Regions from separate parts of the Rattus norvegicus genome. Here region 2 is linked to region 1. Evidence: chromatin contacts called from public Hi-C data. All regions are on one chromosome and are shown on one strand. Each heading gives the region's core, a stretch centred on a gene start, on an enhancer-like site or on the middle of the called end of the contact. The rest is flanking DNA. Distances are from core to core; before and after follow the strand shown. Region 1 overlaps Lama3 (laminin subunit alpha 3). Region 2 overlaps Ttc39c (tetratricopeptide repeat domain 39C).

What was found. Hi-C and Micro-C count contacts between places; a contact is called where the count stands out from the background.
Region 2: a Hi-C map of liver shows a contact between it and region 1, with 2.5 times the contacts expected there. The contact joins two enhancer-like sites. A contact is called at or near these places in 3 of 12 Hi-C or Micro-C datasets (hepatocytes, kidney and liver).

The regions. Positions count from the first base shown.
Region 1 is chr18:3,993,263-3,998,999 of GRCr8, reverse strand. It overlaps Lama3 (laminin subunit alpha 3), which reads right to left. Exons shown (of 75, transcript NM_001393748.1): 61 at 5,306-5,425; 62 at 4,425-4,558; 63 at 1,460-1,577; 64 at 1,032-1,172. The region is part of intron 2 of LOC120098331 (a long non-coding RNA gene); the gene reads left to right. Among named protein-coding and RNA genes, the nearest start is that of Ttc39c, 84 kb to the left of the region's middle. Within about 2 kb of position 3,684, at least 2 of the 93 cell types and tissues checked have an H3K27ac peak or open chromatin away from gene starts, as enhancers often do. A contact at or near this core is called in liver, where this site is marked.
Region 2 is chr18:4,121,073-4,126,810 of GRCr8, reverse strand. Ttc39c (tetratricopeptide repeat domain 39C) reads right to left here. Exons shown (of 14, transcript NM_001415714.1): 4 at 4,762-4,876. Among named protein-coding and RNA genes, the nearest start is that of Cabyr, 43 kb to the left of the region's middle. Within about 2 kb of position 2,505, at least 3 of the 93 cell types and tissues checked have an H3K27ac peak or open chromatin away from gene starts, as enhancers often do. A contact at or near this core is called in liver, where this site is marked.

The sequences.
Region 1 (5,737 bases), core at 2,435-4,934:
TGCTATGATTGGCAATGAAGCCTAAAGAAACAAATCAAAAGCACTTTTATTTAAAAGTTCCATTCTTCCTATCAGTGGATTTCTAAGCTGACTCATATCTTTGAGGCTGTAGAGGGCATCTTCTTGTGGAACAGAGTACCAGAGTGTCTCTGTCTCTGTCTCTATCTGTCTGTCTGTCTCTGTTTCTGTCTGTCTCTGTCTCTGTCTCTATCTGTCTTTCTCTCCCTCCCTCCTTCCCTCCCTCCCTCTGTATGATTCTCTTTTGTGCATGCCTGTAGGATGGGTGCACATGTATGTGGAGGAACAGGTTGACTTCGGGTGTCTTCCTGGACTGCTGTCTACCTTATATACACAGACACGACCTCACTGAACCTGGAGCTTGCTATTTTGACAGGTTCTATCTCAGGAGGCTAAGCCCCAGATTGCTAGGGGGATGCCCTGTCTGCTTCCCCTGACCTGAGATTATAGGGAGGCTGCCATGCTCACTGGCTTTCACATGGGCACAGGGGATCCAAACACCAACTCTGATTTACACAGTGAGCACTTGACTTGTCAAGCCTACCTCCCAGTGCAAGAGAGAATGTCTGAGGGTCTACTGCATGTGAAGAGAGAGCACAAGACCCTGTTTACTCTAATTCTCCCAGGATAAATATTATCTCTGCAGTAACTGCTACAGTAAAGGAATCTGAAGAACCTTCTCTGGAAGATGTAATCAAAAAGAAATAGTAAGGAGAAATCTTAATCTTTTCCTAACCACATTATCACCTATAGCTGTTATAATTCGTGTTAACACGTGTCTGTAAAGAATGGAAAGGGTTGCTCAATGCACACAAACCGAACTCTACAGATTATGTGCCATCTAGCCAGATTTCTCTCAGGATCTCCTCAGGTGGAGAATTGCTCGTGCCAGAACTGTGATGGCAGATAAAATGCCCAACTCCTCATCCTTCAAAATCTCTCTGCTGCTTTTGGCAGAAAGTGTGGAGCCAGGCTTTTGTCTTGCCGTGAGCACACTGCACACCATGCCTTACCCGCGTCTGATGATTGAGTAGTGTGCCACTGGGTTGAAAGGTCTGAAACCCAAAGGAGAGCTGGAAGCGGTCAGTCGAGGGCACGTCCAAGTTTGTAAAGCTCATCTGCCCTCCTCTGGAGAACGAGGCGGTTCGCACAAGCTGAAAGGCAAGCATGGAAGTGACTGGCACTATACTCACTTCCTGGATGCCCAGGAATGCCTGGATGAACTCTCGAACTACACCCCTTCCCTGGAAATGACGGCCACCATTAGTGCCGCTCAGACCGACCCCCTCTGTGCTCGGCCACACAATCAGTAACTGAGCATCTGTAAGGTTTTGTGTGTAGAGCTGGTAATCTTTACACATTCAGTGCATGAAGCCAGCTCTGCACAGTACCATGAGCCCTCTGGGATGTAGTCTGTCACACGGTTCTGAATCCTGCTTACCTTCCAGTCTTCTGAGCACTTCTTGGTTACACCCACAGTATCATTCAACCTGACAACCCCACTGGTTTTCTTCAGATTCTTCATGCAGCCTTGGAAAGCAGGCGTTGAGATGTTAAACCTGAGGATAGGAAGTGGAAGGGAGACCTGTGAGGCTGGGCTCCCCTGAGCTACTGGCTTGCTGGCACCTCGCAGAGGATAGAGAGTCTAATGAATAGGCTGAAAACTGCAGGTGCTGTAGAAACAAATTCTCAGAGATTTGAGAGCCAGGGATGTGCTGAAAACCTTTAGGCCCTATTTTTTTATTCACCGTGTGAACTCAGAAGAAACGGTTAGTTTTTAGTTTTATTAAATTCTGAAAAACAGGGCTGATTTAATCCTTAGGTTTGAGTCCATCTGCTACCTGCCAACCACGCTACATGAGCAAGCCATCGTTGTGAGGAAAGAGCTGGGGAGGATGTTGGATGCAGGCATGAACACACAGGCGTGTCAAGAGTTTCAGGAGTGGGTGAGGGCTGTGGGCTCTGCAGCTAGGCTGTCTGGGTTCAAGTTCTGCGCCTGCCTCAGTAAGCAACTTTACCTCTCTGTATAAATGCAGACCTGCGCTTCTGCACCATGCGTGGGCCGTGTGACTAACTTGGTATATGTAACACACTCAAGTGGCGCTTAGGGAACCCTGAGGGCTCGCTGCACTCAGCAGTGCTGTCTATACACACTGGCTGGCTACGCCAGCCCTTGCTCTGCATGTGCTACCCGTACCTAGTACTCTGTTACCATCATCCCAGCCATCTCGTCTGGCTGTGTGGTGCATGCATGTACGTGTGTGTACATGTTCTCATGGGTACGGTTTTGTACGCATGTGCTCTTGTGGGCGGAGGTTAACAATGGATGTCTTCTTCCTGTATTGCTCTCCACCTCATTTTTGAGATCAGGTCTCTCACTGAAACTGAGGCTCAATAACTCAGCTAGACTGGCTAGCCAGGAAATCTGAGGGACGCTCTTGTCTCCGACATCTACCACTGGGACTATAGGCACAATACTACCATTCCTAGCTTTACTTATTTTTAATTTTTTAAAAATTGTATTTATTGTATGAGTTCTCTGCTGCACATACATCTGCAGGCCAGAAGGGGGCATCAGACTCCCTTACAGGTGGTTGTGAGCCTCTGTGTTAATATGGGTGCTAGAGTACTGAACTCGGGTTCTCACGCTTGTTCAGGGAGCACTTCATGGACAGCTCCATTTGGCCAGCCCTCGCATGATTTCTATACAGATCTCCCTATGTGGTGCCCTGGCATGCCTCTTTGACTTCGCTTCCTAATCTGTGTGGCGCTGGATTCATGTAAAGCATTAACTGACTGAGGCAAATATTAATGTTTCTTAATCAAATGATGTACTAAGAAAATCCAATCCTGATTTCATCATAAATCCCTAAGGTCGCTTCATTTATCTAAATGGAAAGGTGTCTGCCTTTAGTCTAATTCATTATAAACAGCAGAACTACAAGGAACATGCATAAAATTAAATTTCATTAAAAGGAAAAGCACAGCCTTCTTGGCACTGTGACTTAATTACTTTATAAAAACATCTTGCACCTTGGGAGAGGAGGAAAGTTCCTTTCAAATTCTGGGGCTGGCATTTTTATGGATATGTTCACGCTCACTGTGTTAGGTCAGCTGAGGGTCTAGACGTCCACATTCTCTCTAGGACTCACGATCGGAACTCACTTGCTAGAGGAACCTAATTATGTCGGGGCAGGTACTCCTAAGTCAATGACCTCCTGTGTGGGAGATGCTCATACCCTGGGCCCACCTTCCCACAAAAGCTTATCCAGTTCCCTGGCTGGAGTCCGCAGAGATGAGAGAGAGAGAGTGATGCTAAATTGAGCATCTATCAGACCCCAGGCTGACTGTCACTGTCCCAGGAGATGTCCTGCTTGGTGTCAGCCCCCTGGCCTTATCAGTAAGGACTTGTAGATTGGATTAGCAGATGTGTGACCCCTGATTATAATCTCAAGTCATTCAAAGATCTGGGTCCTCGTTCCCAGAAGGCTGACTCCACAGAGGAAAGCTGCTCAACGCAGCCATGGCACCACCGTGTCTCAGTCCCAAATCTCCTCAGGGCCCTTCCACTAAGTTGGGTTCCTTGGGAAGAGCTGTGTGGCTGTCCCTGCAGAGGCCTGTTGAGATCCTCTAAGCCACACCGTCCCAGTGATCCACATCAGGGACCGTTGCAGGGGCTCACTGAATGACCAAATGCCTTACCAGTCAGCCAAGACAGGCCAAGCCCAGATAAGCATTGCTTAGCATTTCATTTCTGAAGAAACCAAAGGTCAGGTAAATATTTTCACAGCTTCTGTCCCCTTGGCTTATTTCTCTACTCTTGTGATTTGAATTAAAACAAGGGAAAACAAATAAACTTACCTAGAAAGGGGGGGAGTAGCCTCTTGTTTGGAAGCTAACTCTCACACAGACAACCCATTCTCTCCCCCTCCCTCCCTCCCTCCCTCCCTCCCTCCCTTCTTCCCCCCTTTTCCCCCACTCCCCCTTCACTCTGCATGGATGTTCTTATTCTGCATGTGTCCCTGGGCTTCTTTAATGGGTAAAGCAACAGCCTAAATTCTGTTTTCCTGACCCTTATCAACCCAGCTGGATTCTTTGTGGTTTCTGTCCTTCTAAGAGTGACAAGAATGGATAGTGAGGTGCCACACATTTTGTCCGACTTCCCACATTTTGGACAGCCAGTCCCATTATTCAATTTTTACAATCTATTTTTCTTTCATGACTATATTGTTAGTGTTGCAAAGTTTACTGTTTGAGCTAATATCAAACAAGGGAGCCTAGACTTGTTGGTAGCAAGCCCTGCCGGCATAAGAGGTGTTCTACATTAATAAAAATGCAGCACAGCAGGTTGGCAGGATGGCTCATTGGCTCCCCTCCCCAATAGAAACCTCACAACGTCACCTCACCTTTCTCTGATTGCAATTGGAATTCCACCCAAATAATATGTGCTGAAATCAAATATTTCCCCTTCGATTCGTACACTGCGTTCGTTCACATTTATCCACATGCGTTTTTGTAGTTTTCCAATTGTGATTAAGATCTGAAACGAATGGGAACAAATCAGCCAGCAAGGAAACACAAACCTATTTGTAGTGTCTCAGAGTAACTGCGGCTTCCTTTTCCTGTGGACTTGTTTACACACATGGGCAGATGACTGCCCAGTAGCAGTGTGTGGTAAAAGTTTGATACTAAAACATCTGTGTGTGTCTACATGTCTGTGTTTCTCCACGTCCATCCATGTGTGTGCACGTGTGTACAGAGCCCAGAAAACACCCGTAGGTACTGCTTTTTGGCCATCGTTGACCTCTGATTTGAGATGAGGTATTTTGCTGGCTGACACTGCTGGCCCATGAACACCAGGGATCTACCTGACTTTGTATCATATAAGGGACAACAGGTCTACCTCACCTAGCTTGTCTACTTAGCTTCTGAGAAGCTCTGAGCACAATCTGAGTCATCTCCCCAAGTTACTAAAACAGTGGTTCTCAACTGTGCTCGCTACCCTCTGGGACCACGGTAGCATTAAGAACATCATAGTAGAAATGGCCTCACTGTAATAGAAATGTTCTCATTTGAAATCTATCGTGGTTTACATAATTTACACATGCTCTATCTTTATTAAATTTCATGGCTAGATGTTCAGAACTGTAAAGGGCACACCCACAGTCAATAACTCATCTTGTAATAGAGTTTGTGTATCATTTTGCCTATTTTTGATGGGGGGGGGGACTAATTTCATTTTAAAGGTTCACTGACTTCTAAAAATTCAAATAAACAGACTCCATACCGAATGATCTTTCCCATCGTTGATGGTGTCTCGAATTCCCTTCTCTTTGGGTGGCTCTGAATTTAGTTTGTATCTCACCATGAGATTGCCATCTTCTATGTTCAGAGATATGAAGTTATCCTGGAGTACGGAAAAAGGTAGATTACTAGAAGGCCTGGCTGAAAAGAGGAACGCTCTGATGCCCAGTGACTCTTGATGCCCTTGGTGTCAGTAGCTTCAGGTGCCTCCTGAGCTAACAGGGAGATAAGCACTGTGAGACCTCACACCCACGAGGCAGACGATGGCTGACTTCTATTAGCAGTGTGAGATTTCACAGTGCCCAGCACTCAGGACAAACTCAGTCACGCCAGTCAGCATCTTGATTTTGTTTCATCACAACCAGAACCAGAGAGCCACACATGGAGTCATCTCCTCCCTCCTCATCCAATCAGT
Region 2 (5,738 bases), core at 1,256-3,755, 130 kb before region 1:
CACTTAACAGCACTTATTGCAGGGATATGCTCTCTCACTCAGACGCAAATCCTGAGCTTAGGGGTGGAATCCTCTGCTTTATTTCCTCAGCATTCCCCCCACCCCATGTAACAAGTAAAATCCTTCCTCCTTCCTCCCTCCATCCTCATCTGGAAATTGAGAAAGGAACACACAGCTCTGTTTTACCTCGCATTTTCCTTATCAAAGGGAACAGAATCTTGATTTACGACGTGGAGACAGCAGGGAAGAGGGAACAGGTGTGTGACAAAGCCAGGGCAGAGGCAGAGTACAGTGGGAGACACTTCGAGCCATGGGTTCAAGTCCAGTCAAGAGAAAAGCCGACCAGCTACAGAAACTTGGGAGGGAGGGGACAGGCTCAGAAAGATGAATTGGAATGATCTAGATCAGCAAAGGAGCAGGAGAGAAGCAGGAGCAATGGCAGCCAATGAACATCTATCCGTTCCCATCCACACAGAACTCAGTCAACAAAGCAAAGGTTACGTGTGCACATAGCATGGCCTTCTGCCAGGTCCTCTGAACGATCAGCTATATAGCATTCAGCCACTGTGAAGTCTTTGGGCCAGAGGAGAAGACAGAAAGAGCAGGAAACCACAGAGCATTTGTCCTACCCTATGAGGGCCAAGCATCAATCAGCAGGGAAATAGGGAGGGGCCTCAGGATATCCCACCACACACAGGAGTGGGAATCCTGAGAAAACAAAAGCACCCATCTTTCATGGCGAGAGCATCTGCCTTAGGCCTCACCTAGTCATGTGTCCTAAGGAGGCCGGGAAGCCCCTCAATGAAGGGTCAGTCACAGTCACCCTCATCCTTCTTGAGACCCAGGTAACAGAGTTTGAAGAAAATATGGAAAAGTGTGTGCATATGCGCACATGTGCATGCATTTATGTGCATATCTAGTGTCTACATGGTTGTGTGGGGTGTGAGCAGGTATGCATTCATGAAGGCCAGGCGACACCCTTGGTATTGTTTCTCAGGACTGTTGTCTACCTCCTTGGAAAGAGTCTGGAGCTCACTGAGTAGATGAGACTGGGTGGCCAGTGGGCCTCAGAAGTCTACCCATTCTACCTTCCCATCACAGCTGGGAGGAAGGAACATTATCACAGCCTATCACAGCCCCCATGCCCAGATGCCCAGTGTTATATGAGGGTTCTGGGGGATAGAACTTCAGTCCTCAAGCTTGTACGGCAAGCACTTTACCCTGACTTATATTCCTGGCCCCACAATAGGCAACTTAGTTGTCACCAGCCAGCCCACCTCCCCCGGTGAATTCACACTCAGACAGGAGACTTCTAATAGACTCACTGTTCCACTGGCAACTTATTTCCTGAGTGGCATCCTCCTCCTCTGTTCCTCTCTTTCATTCACAGAATGCACGCTGACCCATGCTGGGCAGCGGCACCAATCATGCATCAGAGACAGACAGGAAATGGACCAATTTGCGGTTGTTGTTTTGTTTCATTTGTTTTGGTTTTGAGCAGCCTTGTGCTATGGCCCTGACCTAGCTTCTACCTGAGCCTCCAAAATGCTGGATTAGAGGCTAGCACAGAGCCCTGATCCCCATCTGCCTCATTCTTTATAACCACAGAGGGACAGGACCAGAGACCCTTGCCTGGCCTTCCCCTTGTGTCAGAACCTCCTGTGCCTGGTGTTACCTCTGTAACCCTGTCTGCTGGTCCCAGGCTTCCTGAGGACTCACCTACTCACCCCCATCCCTACCCCTACCCCAGTCACCATGAATTTCCTCAGGCTAAACCCCACCCTCCTTCATCTCTGGCCATCAGTACCTGTCATCCCAGAAGGCCAGACACCAAAGAAGAGCAGAACGCATGGGCAGGAGCACTATCAGTTCCTACCCAGTCTTATGTCTGACACGAAGGCAGCTTCAGAAATGAGCACGCAGATCGCGGGGTGGCAGCTGCTCACCTGGCCCCAAGAGGGTACCTACTGCTCACCCCCCAGGCCACCATGAGACCCACAAGGAAAGAGAAAGGCCTGGGGCATACCTGACTGGGCACGAGAGGAACCCAAAGGGGCTGAGGTGTTTCTAGACGGGGCAGTGTGAACTAGGGTACAAGCTTCCAAGCCTTTTCAAAGAACCTTGAGGAATGCCAGGAGGAGGCAGGTCTGACCTGCCACCCCTGACAGGGATTGGCTCTATCCTGGGGGTGACACAGGCCAGCTAAGTGTTTGAAGTGTACGTAGGTCAATGGGGCTAGTGACACTGGCCCCAGGGAGCATGTCAGGGAAGGTCTGAGAAACCTGTCCTGCGAGGCTACAAGGAGGTGGTGGCACAAGCAACCAGACTGAGCGACAGAGAAAATGTCACAGCAGAACTCAGTGACAAAGTAGGAAGATGTGGTTGCCTCCCTGGGAAGGAGAGAAAACCAGTTGAGCATTCGTAATGCTAAGAATACAGCAGTAGACATGGCTATGTGCTAACACCTCCCTGCGTCTGTTTGACCCTTCCCTTTTAATGAGTAATCTCCAGTCGTTATGAGGCAGGATCTCAGGGCTGGAGAGAAGCCCTGGTGACTAAGAATGAGTACTGCACTTTCAAAAGACAGCTCAGCACCAGCACCGGCACCGGCACCCGGCACCCGGCACCCGGCACCCAGCACCCGGCACCCGGTACCCCAGGCCTCACCGCACATCTAACTCCAGCCCTGGGGGACCTGGTACCCCTTCTGGTTCTGAGTGCACCTTCACTCAACATGTGCATAACCACACCCAGACACACAGAAATAAAAATAAAATAAAATTGGGTGGGGACGGGGAGGACAGAGAGAGGGGTACTCTTTTACTGCAGGGGTTGATCCTGAACTCCTGGGCTCACAGGGTGCTCCCGGTGAAGCCAGCCACCAAGTAGCTAGGATTTGTACATCAACACACATTTTCTTTTTACCTTTTTAAAAACTTTTTGAGACAGGCTCTCATTATCTGTAGCCCTAGTTGTCCTGGCATTAATCCAGATGGATCTGGACGTCACAGAGATCTGCCTGCCTCTGCCCCCAGAGTGCTGGAGTTAAAGGTGTGGCCATCATGCCTGACAAGAGGCATTTTCTTTTCTTTTCCTTCCTTCCCTCCCTCCCTCCCTCCCTCTCTCCCTCCTTCCCTCCCTTCCTTCATTCCTTCCTTCCTTAAATATTTACTTATTTGTTTTATGGATATGACTACACTGTAGCTGTCTTCAGACACACCAGAAGAGGGCACTGGATCCCATTACAGATGGTTGTGAGCCACCATGTGGTTGCTGGGAATTGAACTCAGGACCTGTGGTAGAGCAGTCAGCGCTCTTAACTGCTGAGCCATCTCTCCAGCTCAAGAAGCATTTTCTTAGTGGCTAACCTGAGTTCCTCACAAGAACTTGAGCATCAAAAAAAGAATGCCAAAACAACAGAAGATGAAGAACTCTCTCCTCCTGCCTGAAGTAGCCCCTCAGTATCATCATGCACAGTTTGATTGGCAGGCCTGGGGTGGGCGGGAACACTTCCTCTGTACTGCCTTACAGAAGAGCTTCATCTTGATCCCTCAACACATCAGAGCTGTCCTGTTAGGAACTGCTGAGGGGAGGAGACCAGAGGCTGGGGGTTGGGGGAGGGACTGGAGCAAACAGTGAAAACACATCATAAAAGATGAGTGTTTGCAAGTTCAAACGTTAGGCGTCAAAATAACAGTAAAATTTCCTTTCAACAGAAGCAGCATCAAAACAGAAATGGAAACAGAAGAAAGGAAGAAAAGGACTTCCGGTATATTTCACAGGAAAAATGTCCTTGTCATTTAGGGCTTGAGAGGAAATGTGTTTCTGAGTATGACTTTGTACATCCTGTCTAGCCAAGTGGCAGGTTCCTGCTGTCAGGATCCAAGAGACATCGCCAGATCAGAGACTGAGTCTCGCAGCCTGCTATGCAGACACATTTGAACTCATTTTAGCCAAAAATGAAAGAAGCAAAAGGCTGGAGAAAAGTTCTCTGGGCAGAACAATGACGCACAGGGTAAGTGCTTGTTAGACCAGTGACAGTGTAGTGCGCACCCCTCGTTAGACAGTGACAGTGTAGTGCGCAACCCTCATTAGACAGTGACAGTATAGTGCGCACCCCTCGTTAGACAGTGACAGTGTAGTGCACCCTTGGTCACTCTGACACCAGGCTCTCAAGCACAGTGCAGAGTCCCTTTTGATACAGTTGACACTGCAGGAGCTCAAAACAATTTCCCAAGAATCTGAAATCCAAAGCAGTTTGATTTCATTCTGAAGAATAGTATGTACAACCTGATGGGCACTAACAGCTCCTTCACATCAACAACATCAGCGATTTCTCTAAGAAAGACTGACTGTACAGCAGACTTCAGGACGAGACGACTCTGCTGTGCACACATTAAGCACCCAGGTTTCCATGTCGTAAGTAATAAATCAGCAATGACCCCCAAAAGCACTGCCACTGCGGGCTTAGTCTTCAAAGTCTAAGTAACAGAAAAAAGAAAAGAGGAACACTGATGTGCTCACGGACCAGCGAGTGTCACTACGAACTGTGTCCACTCACCACGGACCAGTGAGTGTCACTACAAACTGTGTCCACTCACCGCGGACCAGCGAGTGTCACTAAGAACTGTGTCCACTCACCACGGACCAGTGAGTGTCACTAAGAACTGTGTCCACTCACTGCAGACCAGCGAGTGTCACTACAAACTGTGTCCACTCACTGCGGACCAGCGAGTGTCACTACAAACTGTGTCCACTCACCCGACAATTCTTGTTTCACAAAGGACAGCACGGCCAAGTACACCTGGCAGTCGGCAATAATGATTTGCCTCTGAAGTCGATCGACCATGGAGGGGGTGGATTTCCGGGCATCAACCTGTGTTGAGAAGAGAATGTCATAAATCATATTCAAAGAGAGCACAGCCTCCAAATAGCTGCACGGGTAGCTCCACTGGGACAGAATTATTTCCCACAGGAACTGTGAAGCCTGGGAGCCACTCAAAGCCAAAACCAAGTCATACCAGAGGCTCGGGGTCCATGCTCCCCTCCCTCCACTCTGCCAATGATCTGTAGTCCTAGAGAACATTGTAATTTAACCTCATATTGTGAAGATCAAAATGGAATTTATGAAAAATATTTAAAAATCAAAGGAAAAAACCTAGTAAGGGATTCATCTTTTTTTAGATAATATAAATTTTTATTTAATGTAAAACGAAAGATATTCGTGTATATTACATTCCACACAGCAAATCCTGAAAGGCCATTTTACAGCCCTCTGTGCTCAGGGAACTGACAGCAGGGTGCATCCTTTACGGTGTCTAACTGATACGGGAGGATGAGAGAATCCTACATATCCATCAAGTCGTTGGAATACATCCTACAGCAAGAAACGACCGCTAAGTCAGAGATCACACCTGAAATTTAAGAGATGTAAGTAAAACAAGCAAGAAGTCAAGTTATATTTTCAATGCTGGCCTTCGTCACATGAGTGTTTCTAAACGGAATGGCAAAGTCACCGTGACACACACCTCACCGTGACACACACCTCATCGTGACAGTACGTGCCTCCAGAAGAGACTATCTGAAGCAACTGCACATATATAGCTGTACAGTGCTGTAAGACATGACATGTTCTAATACACGTCAACAGTGTCTATGGTAAATACAGCAGGACGACCATCTCCCCTCGTCTGACTAAACCTAACATAGCCCATCGTGATCTCTGTTGCTCCACGTCC